Regions from separate parts of the Sus scrofa genome. Here region 2 is linked to region 1. The links are chromatin contacts, called in public HiChIP or PLAC-seq maps. All regions are on one chromosome and are shown on one strand. The core of a region is the stretch at or near the end of the contact, and the rest is flanking DNA. Distances in the headings are between cores, read along the strand shown. Region 1 holds the start of SRPK1 (SRSF protein kinase 1). Region 2 overlaps SLC26A8 (testis anion transporter 1).

Region 1 (3,034 bases), core at 128-2,627:
ATCAACAGAAGAGGAGTTCCCGTCGTGGCGCAGTGGTTAACGAATCCGACTAGGAACCATGAGGTTGCGGGTTCGGTCCCTGCCCTTGCTCAGTGGATTAACGATCCGGCGTTGCCATGAGCTGTGGTGTAGGTTGCAGACGCGGCTCAGATCCTGCGTTGCTGTGGCTCTGGCATAGGCTGGTGGCTACAGCTCCTGTTTGACCCCTAGCCTGGGAACCTCCATATGCCGCGGGAGCGGCTCAAGAAATGCAAAAAAAAAAAAAAAAAAAAAAGATCAACAGAAGAATAGTTGATGATTCATGAAAATTACATGAAATTCAAATTTCAAGGATAATAAATAAGGTATTCGGAGAACACTGACAGCTTCTGAGTTCCACTTGCAGAGCTGAATTGCTAAGAAACTTTACGACCCACAAGCTTTAATATTTACTATATGGCCCCTTACAGAAAAACTTTGTTAATACTACTTTACAACAAGGATTTGATAATTCAATCAATGCTTCAGGACACCAAAATTCTGAGTACATATCGCCTCCAAGTTTTTGTTTCTACAGTGGAAGTAATAACTATCTTGCCTTTAAGCTGTCATGAACATCAAATGTATTATCAAAGATAATGCACTTAGAAAAGTATAAAAATATTCTTTAAAAAAAGACAAGTGCATTTATCTGTGGAAAGATGATGAAGTGCTAAATTAAGAAAACACTATAAGTTTTTATTCTCCCGCTTCCTTTAATACCTTCATTTAAACCTGAAATTTTAAAAGAAAACTCACTTTTCGACTTTTTTTTTTTTGATACGATAACATCACAGGTTCCTTCCAGTCTTTTTTTGTGTGTTGCTCCCACTTCCTTTTCTTTCTCCCATTTTTTTTCCCGTCTTTTCTAGGGCCACACCCACGGCATATGGAGGTTCCCAGGCTAGGGATAGGAACTGTAGCCGCCAGCCTACGCCACAGCCACAGCAACGCCAGATCCCAGCCGCATCTGCGACCTACACCACAGTTCAGGGCAACGCCGGATCCTTAACCCACTGAGCAAGGTCATGGATCTAACCGAAAGCTCATGGTTCCTAGGCGGATTCCTTAACCACTGAGCCACCTCGGGAACTCCAAAAAAATTTTTTTAATAAATTTTATTGGTGTATAGGCGACTTACAATGCTGTGTTAGTTTCAGGTGTACAGCAAAGTGAATCAGCCATACATGTACATATACACCCATTTTCTTAATATAGTATCTCATTTGGCCCTCAGAAGAACTCTCTGGACTAACTAGGACACACCTGGGACTATTCCATTTTACAGACCAGGAAACGGAGGCAGTTTACAGTTGGCTGCGGAGCTCTGACTCAGCACGCAGGGAACCCTCAATGGCCACGCTCTTCGCCATTCCTCAGAAGCAACCGCTCGAAAATAGAACAAAGCTGATCTTCCCAAGCTTCCAAGTTTGGTTCTCAAACACCCCGGGAACATTCACCCGAGGCGTTCTTTCCTCCCCTTCCTCCCCTATTCTCTACGCCCCCCCCCCCGTCTCGGGAGCAGGTGGTAGGCTCCGCGCTCAACGCGCAGGCGCGCGCCGTCGTGGGCGGGGGCGGGGCGGGAACTGGGGGGCGGGGTGTGCGCGGGCTTGGTTTGGGGCCGCGGCGGGAGCGGGAGTCACCGCCACTCCAGTGCGCAGGCGCCTGGCGGTTACCGGTCTCGCCATGGAGCGGAAAGGTGAGCGGTGGAGCGGCCTCCGCCACGAGGGGCAGCGGCCGCCGGGGCGAGGCCCGGGTCAACGCCGGGAATTTGGCCTAACCGCCGCCGTCCGGTCCCCGGGTGTGCGGCGGTCCTCCGCCGAGGTGGCGCCGCCCCGCAACCCCCGCCTTTGGGCTGCGGGTCCGCGCCCCTCAGCCCGGGCGTCCTTCCGCGCCGGCAGGCATCGCCCCTTGTTCCTTGCCCCGCCGGCCCACGCCTCGCGGCCACTCCAGGGCCCGGCCCTCGGCGACCGAGGCCGACCCCCGCCAGCCAGCCCCTTGACACGGCCCGAGCCCCCTCGGGCGCGCCTCGCCTGGACGCTTCTCTGCGCGGGGTGGGCCCCCAGCCCCCTGAGCGGCCGCCCGGCCGACTTCGCGGCACTCGCCCCGGAGCTGATCCTCAGGCAGGCCCCGCATCCGGGCCTCGAGCCCCAGCTGGGTCTCCACCCTTACCTTGGCCGCCTCCTTTCCTCCCCACTCGCCCTTCATCCATCCCTCTCTCCTGCAGTGCTTGCGCTCCAGGCCCGAAAGAAAAGGACCAAGGCCAAGAAGGACAAAGCCCAAAGGAAGTGAGTCTCGAACCCCAACGTCCCATTCTTTGGGTCCCCCCCCCTCCGGCACCTCTTCTCCTCCGGTTTCACGCCTTGAACATGCAGCGGGTGTGGGGACCCTGCGGCCCCAGCCACATGGCCTCGAGGCGGCTGAAGGAGGGTCGCCCCCCCCCCCAACCATGTGGAACGGAGCTTCTGTTGCTGAAGGCCAGGTCTGGGTCTGAGCAGCCCCACGCCTGCAGGAAAGGGCTTTTGGGGGAGGACCAGAGCCCGACCTGTCCATTTACCTTCCCAACGCCAGAGAGGAGGCCCAAGATCCCCGAATTTGGGCCTCCCCACGGAGGTGGTAGATCATTATCAGCTTGTGAACTCTGCTCCCTTTTCCACACCTGCTTCCCAGCGTCTTCACTTGCCTGCTACATCTGAGGTTAGGCAGTCAGGGAATTCGTGAATGAATGTTCCGTAATTTGGTCTGCTTTTTATAGGAGAGGGCATGGAGCTTCCCCTCGGGTCAGGCAACTTGCTGAGCCTGCCAGGCGCATCGCTTTCCTTGCCGAGTGCAGGCAGACCACTGGGTCTCTTCTTCCTGAACCTCAAGTCCTCGCCCTGAATGCACATACCTTCTGTAGTGGGCATCACAGAGGTGCCAGGGAGGTTCTTTAGTCAGCGCTGTTGGTGATTACGGTTTGGTGTATGTCCGTTTTTATCAGCAGGATGCATAATCGTGGTTTAGTGCTATTGTGGGA
Region 2 (3,010 bases), core at 135-2,634, 44 kb before region 1:
AAAAAGCAAAATTAAAAAAAAAAAAATCAAAAACAGAAAGTAAGAGTTCCCGTTATGGTGCAGCGGAAACGAATCTAACTAGGAACCATGAGGTTTTGGGTTCAATATCTGGCCTTGCTCAGTGGGCTAAGGATCTGGCATTGCCCTGAGCTGTGGTGTAGGTCGCAGACGTGGCTCAGATCTGGCAATGCTGTGGTCGTGGCTGTGGCTGGCAGCAACAGCTCCAGTTAGACCCCTAGCCTAGAAACCTCTATATGCCTCAGGTGCGGCCCTAAAAGGACAAAAGACAAAACGAACAAACAAAAAACATGGAAAGTAAAGTGTCATGGAATTCCCTGGGGGCCTAGAGGTTAAGGATCCAGCATTGCCACTGCTGTGGCTCTAGCTTGATCCCTGGCCAATGGGTGCAGCAAAACAAACAAACAAACAAAAAAACAGTAAAGTGTCAGAAGAATGGACACTAAACTTGAATGAAGAAGGGAGGGAGGAGGGACTGGGAGGGACTGGGAGTTTGGGGTTAGTAGATGCAAACTATTACATTTAGAATGAATAAGCAGTGAGGTCCTGCTATATAGCACAGGGAACTATATCCAATCTCCTGGGATAGACCATGATGAAAAAGAAAATTTTAGAAAATGTGTAAAAAAAACTTGAGGCGTTCCCATCTTGGCTCAGCAGTAATGACTGCTCAGTAGGTTAAGGATCCGGTGTTGCCGTGAGCTGCAGTGTAGATAGGATCTGGAGTTGCTGTGGCTGTGGTGTAGGCCAGCAGCTACAGCTCTGATGTCGCCCCCTGGCCTGGGAACTTCATATACTTCTAGGATGGCCCTTAAAAAACAAACAAACAAAAACTTGAATACGGAAAGATAAGGTGTTAAAACTCCTGGGTAAATATAAGTGAAATACATTAGGCGAGAGCTAATAGAGGTCAGAATATTAGGCAGGGTGAGAGCATGGGTCTAGAGTAAGACCATGGGTCTAGAGTAAGACCATATCGTATCATTTTATGTGAACTGAGTTTTGTTGTCATAGAGCTTCTGCCAGACACTCTTTGACTTTTAAGATGTAGCTCTTTTGTACTATGTGGCAAAAAGAAGGAAGATGAGCTATATTAAAAGAAAGATGTTCTATGCAAGTGTGAAGAAACTCTGAAATCAAAATGTGATTTTTGTGGTAAGAAGAAATGTGATAAGAACTATTCCAGACACTAGTTCCCACTAACTTTTGACAACATACTTTATTTAGTATATAAGCTTGACAAATCTGGGGAGAAAAGATACACAAGGTTGGGAGTTCCCCTGGCTTCATTCAGTGGGTTAAGGATACGGCATTGCCACAAGCTGTGGCATAGGTCACAGATATGACTCAGATCTGGTGTTGCTGTGACTGTGGTGTAGCTCTGGAGCTGCAATTCTTGTTTGACCCCTAGCCTGGGAACTTCCATATGCCATGGGTGCAGCCATCAAAACAAAACAAAACAAAACGAGTTATTATTATTGTAATTTTTTTTTTTTTTGGTCTTTTTGCTATTTCTTTTGCTATTTCCCACGACGGGAACTCCCAAAACAAGTTATTATTAAAAAAAAAAAAAAAAAAAAAGACAGAGAGAGAGGAGTTCCCATTGTCACTCAGTGGTTAACTAACCTGACTAGCATCCATGAGGATGCGGGTTCAATCCCTGGCCTCACTCAGTGGGTTAACAATCCAGCGGTGTCATGAGCTGTAGTGAAGGTCAAAGACTCGGCTTGAATCCTGCATTACTGTGACTGAGGTGTAGGCTGGTGGCTACAGCTGTGATTGGACCCCTAGCTGCAGGCATGGCCCTAAAAAGACATAAATAAATAAATAGGAAAGAAAAGAGAATAAATAAATTATAAAAGAAAGAGGAGTTCCCTGGTAGCTCAGCAGGTTAAAGATCTGGTGTTGTCACTGCCATGCCTCAGATCACTGCTGTGGCGCAGTTCGATTTCCGCCCTGGGAATGTTCGATTTCCGGCCTGGCATGGCCCAAAAAATAAAAACTAAAAGAAAGAAATGAGTTGTGTTCTTTTTAAAGGAAGTAGATAGGGCAGTAGAGAGAGCCTGGATTTTGGAGTCAACCAGTCAAGTGGATTTAAACCTGACTCAGTGGTTCCTAGATGTGACCTTGAGCAGGTTACTTTCACTTTCTGAGGCTCTAGTACTCATCTGTAAAATGGGTATAAGGATAACCTCTTTTTTTTGGCCACACCTGTGGCATATGGAAGTTCCCAGGCTAGGGATTGAATCTGAGCTGCAGCTGTGACCTATGCCACAGCAATGGCAGATCTTTAACCCACTTCGCCAGGCTGGTGATTGAGTCTGTGCCTCAGCAGCAACCCAAGCTGCTGCAGAGACAACACCTAATCCTTAAAACCTGCTGTGCCACAGGATAACCTTTCAGTTGTGAGAATTAAACTGGATGATAATAGGGCCCATCATAGTGCCTGTCACTTAAGATGTTCAAAAATCAGAGCTTCTACCCAGGTTCCTAGTGCCCCTGCTGGTGCTTGGTTATCTACTCTCCACTACTTGTGGAGCAGTTGGTGTCTGAGAGTCTGCATGTTGACAGTGCCTGTGGTTTACAGGAACTCACATTGCCCTGAACCCCCAGAAAGAAGGTAGAGTCATAGCGGTTAACCAACCCGACTAGGATCCATGAGGATGCAGGTTCGATCCCTGGCCTCACTCAGTGGGTAAGGATTTGGCATTGCTGTGAGCTGTGGTGTAGGTCGCAGACATGGCTTGGATCCTGCGTTGTCGTGGCTGTGGTGTAAGCTGGCAGCTACAGCTCCGATTTGACCTCTAGCCTGGGAACTTCCATATGCTGCAGGTGCTGCCCTAAAAAACAAAAAACCAAAAAACCAAAAAAAAAAAAAAGAGAGAGAGAGAGAAGGTACAGTCAGTCTTTGTTCAAGAAAGCTTGGAAAAGTGATGGAAAATCAGAGCAGAAAAGCAAAACATGCATGAGATATAGAGTTGTACTTGCCTGC

The links. HiChIP or PLAC-seq counts read pairs in DNA pulled down with a chosen protein or histone mark.
Region 2: an H3K27ac HiChIP or PLAC-seq map of alveolar macrophages shows a contact between it and region 1. The contact joins the enhancer-like site here to the promoter of SRPK1 in region 1. A contact is called at or near these places in 1 of 5 promoter capture datasets (liver), 6 of 47 Hi-C or Micro-C datasets (adipocytes, blood, embryonic fibroblasts and 1 more) and 1 of 2 datasets of contacts at active chromatin or transcription factors (alveolar macrophages).

The regions. Positions count from the first base shown.
Region 1 is chr7:31,699,648-31,702,681 of Sscrofa11.1, reverse strand. It overlaps SRPK1 (SRSF protein kinase 1), which reads left to right and starts at 1,377. Exons shown (of 16, transcript NM_001144113.1): 1 at 1,377-1,717; 2 at 2,246-2,306. The coding sequence starts at 1,705.
Region 2 is chr7:31,743,670-31,746,679 of Sscrofa11.1, reverse strand. All of the region lies in intron 11 of SLC26A8 (testis anion transporter 1), which reads left to right. Among named protein-coding and RNA genes, the nearest start is that of SRPK1, 44 kb to the right of the region's middle. Within about 2 kb of position 1,384, at least 1 of the 83 cell types and tissues checked has an H3K27ac peak or open chromatin away from gene starts, as enhancers often do. A contact at or near this core is called in alveolar macrophages, where this site is marked.